Regions from separate parts of the Sus scrofa genome. Here region 1 is linked to region 2. The links are chromatin contacts, called in public Hi-C maps. All regions are on one chromosome and are shown on one strand. Each heading gives the region's core, a stretch centred on a gene start, on an enhancer-like site or on the middle of the called end of the contact. The rest is flanking DNA. Distances are from core to core; before and after follow the strand shown. Region 1 holds the start of EIF1B (eukaryotic translation initiation factor 1B). Region 2 overlaps MYRIP (myosin VIIA and Rab interacting protein).

What was found. A called contact is a pair of places that touch in the nucleus more often than the background predicts.
Region 1: a contact with region 2 is called in a Hi-C map of retroperitoneal adipose tissue, with 2.5 times the contacts expected there. The contact joins the promoter of EIF1B here to the enhancer-like site in region 2. A contact is called at or near these places in 4 of 5 promoter capture datasets (fetal liver, fetal skeletal muscle and liver), 36 of 47 Hi-C or Micro-C datasets (adipocytes, adipose tissue, alveolar macrophages and 18 more) and 2 of 2 datasets of contacts at active chromatin or transcription factors (alveolar macrophages and skeletal muscle).

Annotation. Positions count from the first base shown.
Region 1 is chr13:24,573,068-24,579,561 of Sscrofa11.1, forward strand. It overlaps EIF1B (eukaryotic translation initiation factor 1B), which reads left to right and starts at 2,116. Exons shown (of 4, transcript NM_001001635.1): 1 at 2,116-2,146; 2 at 3,083-3,246; 3 at 3,654-3,755; 4 at 4,139-4,419. The coding sequence starts at 2,116. The coding sequence ends at 4,183. The region is part of intron 2 of LOC110256427 (a long non-coding RNA gene); the gene reads right to left.
Region 2 is chr13:24,509,373-24,515,904 of Sscrofa11.1, forward strand. MYRIP (myosin VIIA and Rab interacting protein) reads left to right here. Exons shown (of 17, transcript NM_001161754.1): 8 at 862-1,009. The region is part of intron 5 of LOC110256427 (a long non-coding RNA gene); the gene reads right to left. Among named protein-coding and RNA genes, the nearest start is that of EIF1B, 63 kb to the right of the region's middle. Within about 2 kb of position 4,024, at least 8 of the 83 cell types and tissues checked have an H3K27ac peak or open chromatin away from gene starts, as enhancers often do. A contact at or near this core is called in adipose tissue, fetal liver, retroperitoneal adipose tissue and 1 more, where this site is marked.

The DNA.
Region 1 (6,494 bases), core at 866-3,365, 62 kb after region 2:
CAAACACATTTGTTTATTCTGAACTTCATCCAGAGAGTATTAAAAATGACCTTAAAGTGTGCTAATAAAGGTACAAAGTCAAAGGGCAGAAACACTGCAGGTGTAATCAACAAATGAACAACAAAATTTTGATTCTCGTTTTAGAACCAGCTCTAAAATTTTACACTTTAGTTTGGATAATAAAAGTGTTGTTCATTTAAATCATGAGTAAAAGACCAAAAATGGATTTAGATACCTGAGAATTGAGAATTTGATGTTTTTAGACAAATTATTTAACCTGTAAAAGCCTCCATTTCTACCTGAGTATAGAGTAACAACTACATCAAAGAATGGCTACAAAGATTAATAATATTATGTATAAAGCTTACAACCAGCTAATAGTATGCATTCAATAAATGGTACTATCGTTATAGTTGATCACAAAAGATTATTAAATTCAAGTATTCCTAACCTGGGGTCTGCAGATTCTTGGTCCATGGCTAAAACTGCGGGGGGTGGGAGGGGAAGGGATTCCTAAAATTGGATGGGAAAAAAGACTACCTACATTTTCACTAATCTCTCGCCAAAATCTAGCTTTTTTTTCCATTATGAATGCTGTTAACATCCCAGAATTATCTGAAGGATGTTCAACTTGGCACCAATAGAAGCTACAGATATTTTTATATTACACTTCTGATGCTACAGACATCTCAAAGTATCTTTTCCTTGGCACCTTTTTGAAATTCCAGCTGTTGTTAGACCTGCTATTAGATCTTGTTAATTAATGCATTAGTAAAGAAGTAATACTATGTTATCAATGTACTGTTTTTAACTTTAATGTAATAGGTTTCCTTTGTAATCCTACATGTTTTATTTCTTAAAGCATGATTCTGAGGGGTCTATAAACTTTCACAAGTCTGCCATGGCACAAACAAGGTTAAGAATCCCTAACTTTTTAGTCCATATTTGCTTTCAGAAAATCAACCAAGTTTGACAATTGACCACCTGCCTGGGTGAGCCTATTCTCATGGCCTCAGGTTTGTTTTTCTGTGTATAGTTTGTTAGGGAGATATTACAGTTCTGGTACCTATCAGTTAACCTTCCTGTTCTGTGTTCAAGTTGTCAAGCTGGTTTTCTGGTATGTTCCATGGAGCTCGGGGATATACTTGGGCCCCCACTGAAGCTAGGCAGTGGTTCTTAACTGCGGTCCCAGACCAGTAGCATGAGCATCGCCTGGCAGCTTGCTGGATTTGCAAATTCTAGGGTCATGCCCCAGACGTCCTGAAACAAGCCCTGGGGAAATGCCCACTGGAGTTTGAGAATCACCGCGCTAGGCAATCTGAGGGCGGTCCAATCCTGAGCGAGAGACTCTCATATCGACTTTTCAGAGGGACTTACAGAGCTCCTGCAACCGAGCGAGGCAGGAGGTGGGGAGGTAGGGGAGGTGCTGAGGGGCTGCCATCGAATCGAAAGCCGGGGCTACGAGCCTTGTTTTGGTCCTCTAACCCAGATTTTACTTACATTACACGGGGCCTCGAGGGTGACTGATGATCATCGCCCCCCTCAGCACCAAACCCTCTGCGCAGGCACTGTACGGCCAAAGAAGGGGACTCAAGGGAGAACCTGCGAGCGCCCCACGAAAACTGCTCTAGACCTGCAGGTTCGGGCCAGTTGGGTCTGCAGCCCGCTGGACCTCTCCCAGCCCCACCGCCTGGAGCTGGGGAGCGCACTCCCTGCTGGGAATTGAGGTCCCGTAAGCCTGCTCGCCCCGAGCTTTCCGGGGTCTCTCGCGTTATGAAAACTACAAGTCCCAGAGCGTCTGGCGCGGGAGGGTCACGTGTGGGGCGGCGGGCGCGGCTAAATAGTGTCCGTCCGCCATTTTGTGGGAGAAGCCGCAGCGCCGCCTCTTCTCTCGCGTTCTCGCATCCGTCGCCGCCGCCTCTTCCTCCGCCTCCTACTTCGCCTCTTCCTGCCTCCTCCCGGCTTCCGCCGCCGCCGCTCCAGCCGCATCCCTACCTCGGGGCGAAGCGTCTCCTTATTTATTTCCGTTTTCTCGCCACTCCAGCCTCCTGACACGGTGATCCGGGCGGGCCCCGCAGGAATTTTATCCCTTCACCGGCCTCACACTAGTATCGCATGTCCACTATCCAGAACCTCCAATCTTTCGGTAAGATCGGGCCCCTCACATTCCCCGCGCGCCTCTCGGCCAGCCGGCCGCCCCTGCCTGTCCCCACCAGGGCCGCTTGCCGGCCCCCCTGGCCCAGAGGGCCCCCAACTGCCCTCCCCGCACCCCGAGTGGGGCTTTGTCTCGGCGCCCGAAAGATGGCGACGGGCCCCTGGCGACCCCCTCCCGGAGGACGGCCCCGGACCCCGTCCCCGAGCCCCGGCCTCGGGCCCCGTGCCGCCCTCTGGCCTGCCCCTAGATTTGTCTGCTCCTCGCTTCTGCCCTCTGCCACCTCTTCAACCCCGATCCGCCTGCAGATCTGCCCCTGCTGCTCTCCGGGGGGAGGCTGGCCCGGAGCTGGGGGATCGGCGCCCATTAGCGGTCGGGACTGTTTGCGAGCGACTCTCGGGGGCGTTTAGTAACAGACGCGGATCAGGCCGCTCATCTGTCACAGGGCAGTGGCCCAGTCTTCTCCGCTCCCGTAGTAATTTGTAAAATTACTCTTGATTGCTGTATATATATCTTTCTTACTTTTTTCGAGGCAGAGTTACGGTTAAATGATTGGAGTGGCATCTGTGAATGTTTCTGTTGTCATCAGAATAGTCGAGATGACGCACATTTTTATAGTGGTTATAAAACTATAAAATCTCTTTTCTCTCATTAGAGGATTTTATTCAACAATAACATTATCTACCTGTAACAACGTTTTTCTGTTCGGGTATCAGTGGACATACGTGTTTAAAATCTCTTTGTGAGAGTACCTTGGAGATTTTATTAATTTTTACCCTTACCACCCCCCCCCATCCTCACCTGCAGAAAAAAAAGCAGAGGCACCAGAACCTTCTTCGCAGAGTGCCTAGATGGTAGCGTACCACCTCTCTGGAGATTACTAACTAAAAGATATTTTCCTGCTTTGGATTTTTTTGTATCCTTTTGCAGACCCCTTTGCTGATGCAACTAAGGGTGACGACTTACTCCCGGCAGGGACTGAGGATTACATTCATATAAGAATCCAGCAACGGAACGGCAGGAAGACACTGACTACTGTTCAGGGCATTGCAGATGATTATGACAAAAAGAAACTTGTGAAAGCTTTCAAAAAGGTAAAGGTGTTAGGAGGAAGAGACTAAAATGTAGTTATTGATGCACACCTCTAAATAGGATTACGTTTCACACGTATACTTGACTGTCAATGTGGGTGAAAATGATTAGATCCAAGAAAACTGTTCATGCTCCTAATTAACATTCAGATCTATGGTCTTTCATCTTAAAATAAGATTTACATGGCTCTCAAGCAAAATAAAATAAAAAATGCTTAGTTTCCATGTTCCCAGTAAAAATCATTTTCTCTGTGACCTGCTGATTCATTTTCAAATTAATTCAGGGGTTATAGGAGACAAATGCTGTTTCTTAAATGTAATCAAGTTTACTGAAATAGCTAATTTTAGTCTTAGGGTACAAATAAAATCTCATTGTATTTGACTCAGTTATGTTGAACCTACTTCTCCAGAAATTTGCCTGTAATGGTACTGTGATTGAACATCCTGAATACGGAGAGGTTATTCAGCTTCAAGGTGACCAAAGAAAAAACATTTGCCAGTTTCTCTTGGAGGTGAGTGATTGGGTGCTTTATGTATAACTGAGGTTGTATTGTATTTAAAGGCAATGTGAATTATTACGTCCTTAGTAAAAAATCATGTGAATGAAGCAAATCAGTTACTTCAAATACAAAGTTGGTACTTAATTTGAAGGCAGGAGGGCCAGTTTATTTTGTCATTAGTGACCTGATCATTCCTATGTCCATTTAGGATGTTTTGTGGCATGTCAAGTTATTACAATGTGTGTTGAATTGTTTGTTATTAACCGTTATGCCACAAATAACAGTGTTGCAATAACCTATTAACAGTGATTCTTTTTGGTGACTGCTCTATGTTTTCTTAGGGATGAATTTATATATTATTCAGAGTGATTCTGCTAAATTTTATTTTGCTGCAGGTTGGCATTGTCAAGGAGGAGCAACTTAAGGTTCATGGATTCTAAAATGAACCTAAATACTTGGAGAATTTCTTGAGTAATTTTGTTCTCTAAACCCAGTTTGGCTGCCTCGTGAAATGATTCTCCGCAGTAAATGGACTTTTCATTTATTTAATCATTCAAACTTCCATTCACATCTGCATGATTACAGAAAACATGGGGTATGTAGGCTAGTAACACATAAGAAAATTTCAGTAAGATGGTAATGAAACCCCGTATTCATCTTAACATGTTTCCAATGGAAAATATTTTGTTTTGAGTGTTTATTTGTTTTATTGTTCAGTTTATTACTTTTCACTTGATTAAATGTTTTTTGTTGTATTAAACCATGTATGTTGCAGCTTAACAATAAAAAAAAAAAAAAAAAAAAAACTGAATCCTTTTGTGAGCAGTTAGGCTCCCAAATTTAAGCAAGTGATATACACATATATTTTGTCTTTCAAAATTGGAGTTCTCATTCTGTTTATTCTTTCCAGTTAATTTCAGATGCTGTTAAAGCTAGAGGAGAACCTTTATTAAATGCAACTTGTGTTCTTCATTTACTGACTTAAGAATAGAACAGGAGTATAAACTTAGCCAGAGCCAAGAAATTGTCAGAATGTACTGCTTAAATTTTTAAGTGAGGAGTTTCTGTTGTGGCACAGCGGAAACAAATCTGACTAGGAACCATAAGGTTGAGGGTTCAATCTCCGGCTTGCTCATTGGGTTAAGCATCTGGTGTTGCCGTGAGTTGTGGTGTGGGTCGCAGACGCAGCTCAGATCTGATGTGGCTGTGGCTGTGGTGCAGGCCAGCAGCTGTAGTTCCAGTTAGACCCCTAGCCTGGGAACCTCCATATACCACAGGTGCGCGCCTAAAAAGCAAAAAAAAAAAAATTTTAATGAAAATGAAGCGTAGTTTAAACTTAATTACTAGCATGTAGAGTTATTTTATTCCTTCTTATTAGTTGTATTACTGGGATACCAACACAAGTCCCTCCCTAAGTGCCATATAACACAATAGGTTCCTGACATACACAGGCACTGCCCCACAAAGGTGGGTGGGTAGGTGGTACCACTGTCCTACAGATAGAAGACACTGACGTTGGGGTTGACTTCCCTAGAGTGCCAGAAGGTGACAGAGTTGGGGTGCCAACACAGGGGTTCCAACCAGAAAAGCATTGCTCTTTCCTTAAATCGTTTTGGTATGTATTTCACCAAAGGAATTGGGAGTCACAAGAGATAGTATGGTATGTGGCTGTTGGGGGTAGTACGAGAAATAACAGAATTTGCAGTTCATAATTATGTGATTTCTACAGCTCCATCTCGAGTTCTAGACTTCTCCTTTTTATTGAATCGTGATTATTTGCTGTTACACAAGCCATGTCATTAAAACCATTTAGCTAAGACAGAGAAATACATCTGTAGTAGCCCCTACCTTATCCAACGGGAGTACATTTTAAGACCCCCAAAGGGTGCCTGAAACTGTAGACAATATCAAACCTCGAAAATACTGTTTTTTCTTATACTAACGGGTGGGTAGCATATACAGTGCAGATACTCTGGAGAAGGAATGAATCACATCCCACTGGAGCAGGATGGCCTGAGATTTCATCTCAGCACGCCACCCAGAAAGGTGCTCAGATTAAAACTCCAAATTGTTTAGAATTTTTCCATTTAATATTTTTGTTTTGAACCATGGGTAACTGAAACTGCAGAAAGTGAAATCTCAGCTAAGGGGGAACTATTGTATTTGTACTTCCTAGCTTAAGGCAGGAGGAAAGTGGTAGTGTGAAAAATGTCTATGACTTGGGTTACTACATTCTTTACCAGCTGAACCCTTGCCCCTGTTTTGATGGTACTGCTTTTGGGGAAAAAATCAGCCCCAATAGAGTTTACCTCTTCAATATATTTCATAGTTTTTGCTACTTTCTCAACACATCCTACCTCTAGTCAAGAAAGATGGAATCTTGGAGTTCCTCTCATGGCTAAGCAGAAACAAATCTGACTAGCACACAGGATACAGGTTCAATCCCTGACCCCACTCAGTAGGTTAAGGATCTGGCATTGCCGTGAGCTGTGATGTAGGTTGCAGACATGGCTCGGTTCTGGAGTTGCTGTGGTATAGGCCAGCGGCTACAGCTCCAATTCAACCCCTAGCCTGGGAACCTCCATGTGCCAAGGGTGTGGTCCTAAAAAAAAAAAAAAGACTGGGAATCTGGAGGAGTTCCTGCTGTGCCACAGGAGGTTGAAGATCCAGTGTTGTCTTTGTGTGGTGTGGGTTCTATCCCTGGCCTGGTGTAGTGGGTTAAGGATCCAGTGTTGCTGCATCTGTGGTGTA
Region 2 (6,532 bases), core at 2,774-5,273:
CCACAAGTCTGTTCTCCAAGCCCATGAGTGGAAAGTTTCATTTGTGCCATAATTAGATACTTTCATTAGAAAATTTCATTTGCGCCATATATTAGTTGCTATCTGTGGCTTGTCCTTTCCTTCCTCAGTTTCATTGATATAAAAAGGGCAAAGTCAATCACCAATGGAAGAGAATTCTTTCATTAGATGACAAAGGAAAAAAAAATTAATCTTGCTGTCTGATGAAATTCCATATATAGAACATTTGAGTTTCAAATTCGCTAACATTAGTAACATCGAAATAATACATTTGTAACATATAGAAATAATACAGTTCAAACATATTTCCTGTCAGTTTGAAATTCTGTTTCTACTACTTGTCCTTAGGTTAGAGTTTACCTTCTTTAGCTAAATGGAAACATGTTGTAATAGTTCTGGGCATATGGACTGACCATCTTAATACTGATTTATCTGAGACACTTACATTGTGCTAAAACTTTCTACTTAAGCTGAATCACTCAGGCTTGAAGGTCTCTGAAGGGAAGATGCTCTTGTTTTCATTACACACAGTTGGCCCAGAAGCCCGGGCTAGGAGAATGGCTGGATTAGCAGGAGTCGTGTGAGAACCAGTTCTGTCTGATTCCGCTACATCTCCAATGCTTCCTGGAAGTCCTGGCCACGTGCAATGGAATAAACAGGGAACCATTTGGGCCATTATATGGCAGGATATACTGATTCGCAACTGCTAGACTTCAACATGAGAAAAGCCTATACCATCAGATGTGTCTTCTTCGCACTGTGGGGTGCCTGCTGGATCTGAAAGCACTCCTCCTGGGGACTGTGCTTTACGAGGTCACCCCTTCCCCTCTTCTCTTTCCACAGCGGTCTCAGTCTGCGTTCTCACTCAGCAGAGAGGATGCCCTGCGGACCTCTTCGCTGGAGGCTGCATCGAGGCAGCCGAAGGACCAGCAGCCAAGGGAGGAGGCGGCGTTGCCCAACTGGAAGAGTGTGGACAGGCTGGATGAGACAAGTAACTGTTCTAAGCAGCATCTGCTTGGTCTGTGGGTTTCAAAAATGCTGTTGGGAGGCTCCTTGACTGGTGTGTGGTTGTTCAGCCCGTCCTCCCATGGGTCTGAGTAGGAGTGTGTCCATATGGGCAGCTGGGCCACTGAGTCACAAGGGCTTTCACGCGGCTCACAGTATATAATGTGAGCATATTTCCCACATGGGAAGTTTTCCTGCTGAGACCAGTGGGACAGTAGGCAAGTGTGTTAAAATCACTAGGCTCTATAGTCCCACTTCAGCTGCCTGTTCTGTGCAGACTAGGAGAAGCTGTCTTATTATATCTAGGCCAGGAGCACCAAGCCAGCCCAGCAGGCATTCATTTCAGTGTTTAAAGAGATTTGGGTTCCAGCATCAGTTGGTTTAGGGGTATCCCTTCTGAAACCTGTCATATTACTGAAGGTAACCCTTGCTGCTGTAACAAGTAAACTAAACATTTAGGTGGCCTAATGCAGTTGTTTTGTTTCCCATCACACAACAGTGCAGTACAGTATCCTGGCCATGGAGGCCTTCAGAAGCCTAGGCTCCTTCTACCTGTGGCTCTGTGGTCCTCTCGGGCCTCTGAGTCTTCTGCTGGGTCATTCTCATTGGCCAGCAGATGGAGGAAGAGAGAATGCAGAAGGCAGAGGGAAATGGCACACACCACTCTAGCTCCCATTCCATGGGCGAAAGCACTAGTCCTGTGGCCCCACCTGGATGCAGGGGAACCTGAGAAATGTAGTCCTGGTCAGGCAGCTGCATCCCAGAAACACTGCTCTGCCATGAAAGGGGCTGGGTGCAGAGTCTTTGATGGGAAGCTGGCCATCCTTGCCATAGCTGAGGATGGCAAGCTGTCCACTTTTCCCGCGCCTGGTCCTAGGATGTCCCACGTCTGCGTAGGGCAGTTAAACTCGCATCTCTGAAAACTCCTCAATAACTACAATACACAGTCCTTTAAAAGCTGTTAAGTCATGCAATCCCTAACAGTGAAGAGACTCAAATTAGCTGTGTCACTTTCCCAGAGTCACACATCCGAAGGCTGTGAGATGCTTGGAACCACATGAGTAACAGCTGAGGGCCATGAAGCCCTGTGCTCAGGCCAACTAGGTCTTTTGGGCCCTGTGACTGACTGAGAAAAGATGTTCACCCCACTCCAGGATAGGTCTCCTTTCCTCACCTAGATACGTGTACCTATAATGGAAGCTAGGCACGTTTGTCCTCACAAGAAACCACTGAAAGTACTCTCTTCCATGTTTTACATCATATCTGGACCACTTTCCTTTTCAACAATGACAACAAATTTGCAGCAAAATACTCATTTTAGAAATATCCTTTTCAAAACTGTGCTATCATTTTTACTCTATAAGGGAAAATATTTAACTAACAGCTGTATAAACAAATTCCATTATTATCACAGTGAAAAGAATCAAAAAACATTCAATGGAGTTCCCGTCATGGTGCAGTGGAAATGAATCCGACTAGGAACCATGAAGTTTCGGGTTCAATCCCTGGCCTCGCTCAGTGGGTTAAGGATCCGGCGTTGCTGTGAGCTGTAGTGTAGGTCGCAGACACAGCTTGGATCCCCCATTGCTGTGCTGTGGTGCAGGCCAGCACTATAGCTCCGATTGGACCCCTAGCCTGGGAACCTCCATGTGCCACAGGTGCAGCCCAAAAAAAAGCAAAACAAAAACAAAAACATTCAATAGTTTTTTAACAGTCATTCTAAAGATTTTCCAAGAGAGATCACTTCTGTGTTAACTTTTTGGTGCCTGTCCGTAGAAACTGCTGATAGAGATCCTATGTGCACATGAAATTTCTTTATTTATGTATGTTTTTGTTTTTTTTATTTTTAAGTGCATTTTTTCTAGAGATGCTTTTCCTTCCTCTTCCTGTCTGGCATATCCATTGATGCATTCATTCATTCATTCATTCGGATTGTGTCTATCTCTCATATCCAAATCCATTGATGCATTCATCCATCATTCATTCATTCCTATTCTTTCTCTTTGTCTCTCATATCTGTATCCATTGATTCATACATTCATAATTAATTCATTCATCCATATTCTTTCTTCCCTTCTCTCTTTATCTCTCATCAGGGGTTGAAAGTTCCCACAGAGAAGGGACTCATAGATTCCACAGGGCATATAAGAATAGCATATAATAGATCTTTAGTAAACAATCATAACTATCTTTTAAAAAGCACTTCACAATTTTTTCAATTCATAGAGTCCCTGTACAGGCACTATTTTATTTATTCCTCCAAAGTATTGCTATTATCTTGTGAGGCAGATAAGAACTTTGAAGGACAATGAGACAAAGTGACTTGTCCAAGATCCTACGGCTGATGTGATCCTCAAACCCAAACATCAGGGCTCCGATTTGCAGGGTTTTTCAACTACTGCATGATGATAAGTGTTTCTACACCATAAAAATAAACAAACAACAACAAAGAGCATTTCAAAATTCAGACTTAGAAACTGATAACTTCAGGGGAAATTATAAGCACTTCTAAAAGACACTCCTTTTCACAAAATAGTTCTTGCTGAATTATGAGCAATCCAAATAAATTTGCAAAGGATCTTGGTTTTCCAAACATGATTTTGTGCATAAATTTCTCTAAAATAAGGAACCCATGTGTCATTTGTCAGTTGCATAGAAACATAAAACTTAGTTTGACAGTATCACACACAGAAAAAGATTTCATGCTTGGCTCAAAAACCCATGCATCTCTCAGGATTAAGATTTAAAATGAAAAATATTAAGCACTTGTGTAGAAAAGTGCTGATTTTTCTGAGGACAGCTGGGCCGCTGACGTGCTGAAACGTCCAGGCCAACCCCAGAGGTCTTGAAAGATGTCTGCTCTGTTAGCAGGAAGCAGGTTATTCCCTGGGGCACTGCTCAGTCTCAGCAGAGCAGAAATGTAGCACAGAGGAGCCCCAGAGGCAGAGGTCATCTTAGAAGGTTAACGTCATCTGGGCTATTTTCAGCAGTCCTGTTTATGCCTCAGGGGAAAGGTTGGTTCCGGAGCCTGCTGGTCCAGAGTTGAGGTCAGCTGGAGGGACACTGTGGGCTGAGTAAACCCACCTTCAGTCTGCAGTCTTGACAGTGCTTATAGTAAATGATGCATTTCCCCCCAAACACAGTTTCACTTTGTAGACCTTGATCGAGCATCTCCTGTATACACAGCATGTGCTCAGTCCTGGGAAATAAAGATCAGGGGTGGTCCCTACTCTTGAGTTTCTCACTGTGAGGTGTCTGCATAAGCCTGAAAGAGTGAGGATTTGGAGAAAGGAGAGGATGGAGGGGAACAGGGTCCCAGGCAATGCTCCCAACATGCTAGGGGAATGTGGTACTGGTGGCCAGGCAGAGCTTAGAGAATTTCCCACCGTGCAGCTTGACAACCAAGGTTTTCATAGGGTTGAGCATTCATGGCACCACCCGTGCTTCTCAGATATAAAATTTGACCAACTTCTACTTCCCCAAGGAACATGCAACCTGGGATTGTGAAAGGCAGGAGAAGAGAGGAGCTGGCAATGGGCAAACCGCAGCCTCCCATGTGGTGGGCATTGGAGGCAAGCTCAGGACCACGTTCACAACATGCCAACTCTGGAGCCAGGCGCAGAGTGGCATTATCAAGGCCTCGCTCTTTGGCTTCCTTCCATGGCCCCAGGAGAGGCTGCAGACAGCCGAGCTCATGCAGAGCCGCACATCAAGAGCCTCATCTTCCCCTGAAGTCTCTGTTCACTAGCGAGTGGTCTTTACAAACCTAGGATGGGTGCAGAACTGGCCAGGGGCTAGGGGTCTAGCAGGGAAGCACAGGCAGCTCTGCCCTCAAGGAGCTCACAGTCAGGGGTGAGATGGGATCGGGGTAGACAACCAAAAAACAAGCTATGATATAGTTTAACTTCAAAAAAATGAAAGCTTTCTGGCAACGCTCAGAGAAAAGAGCAGCCAGCTCCTCAAGGAAGAAGGCCAAGGGTGTGCCCCTGAGGAAAAACATCAGATTCAGAGTCCCAAATATGGTCCAGAGGGCAGGCTTAGCTACTAGTTGTAAGGCAAAAGGACATGCCAGTTCGTAGAGCCACACTCCATGTCTGCTTTGCATCATGTCGCTGTCGGTTTGGCTTACCCAGAAGCAGACCTAATATAAAGATCTGAGGGCCTGTAGTGTATGTGGAGGTGAACCCAGGAACCATGGAGAGGGGAGATAGGACAGGAGACAGAGAAGGCAAGGCAGGCAACAAGTGACTCATTATCAAGCAGGGTACGACCATGGGTGGCAAGCTTTTCCCCCTGGGGAACTCCAGGAGTCCCAGGGGGCAAGGGGGACATGGGTATTCACCCACCAGCTCCCCAGTCCTCAGTTAGAGCTGCTCCTAAGAGATGGTCGTTCCATTCTCCCCCAGGAGAGCCGGCACAGCCTCTGGTAACCCGAGAAAGCCTTAGGAAAACCAAGACTGCTGCTCACTGGCCACTACTAGCTTCAATGAGAGAGAGCCTGAGCACTTCTGGGGAGATCCAGAGAGGCTCTTAATCCCTGGCTCCTGCACTCCCTCACTGGCGATCTTGGGGCATGGCACTGGGGAAAATTCCAACCAAAGAGTACCTTTTTTTTTTCTGGAAGACCTGCTGTTATCACAAGTAGAGTCCATAGCATGTGAAAGGTAATAACACCCTGGTTAGCCTCTTTTCTGAGTGTTCACACAGTCAATGAAAATATATTGTCACAGTATTGAATAGGAGATAGACATTACCTGCTTGCTATACACATGTACAAGGCGTACATGGGTGCTGATCCTTAGTTGGATGTTAAATAATAATCCAATTCAGTGGAGAGAAGATAAAACAGCTGGGGGCCCTCAGTGTAGCAGGCACTATGATGGATGCTTCACATGTGCTAGTGAACATAATGATCGCCCAACAGCCCAGGAAGGTCACACTGTCTCCGTGGACAGGTCAGGAAACAGGCTCAGAGATGCTCTCTGACCAAGGTCACCTGCTAGTAATGGCAATGACTGGGGCTCAGCCCTGGCTCTTCCTGAATCCAGAGTTCTTGTTCTTTGCCCTGCCCTACAGTGGCCTCACTGGTGGGTCCAGGGGAAAGAGCTGTTAAGAATTTGTTTTTGCTCTGAGCAGGTACGTGTAACACATTTTATGAGCCTTGCCTCATTTCATCCAGTGCCCTTTTCACCAACCAGAGCCCCAAGCTCAGACACTCACTCACACAGCAGCTAAGGAGACGAGCAGCTTTCTACCCAGGCCCTCTGATTTCACAGCCTCTGCCCTTTCCTCTGCACAAGCTGACCTGGGGACAGTGAAGGCCAGGATGATGACTGAGACCAGATCTCCCGCAGGGCCCTCGTCGTCAGGGAGAGGGCTCCGCCCTGTGCCTGATCAGCCAGAACACAAGCCAGATCGTGCAATGAGCCACTCCGGTTGTCACAGCCACTCAGAGAAGGAGGAGGCTACATCAGGTGGGAGGCCAGGAAGTGCTCCAGGAAGAGGGGCA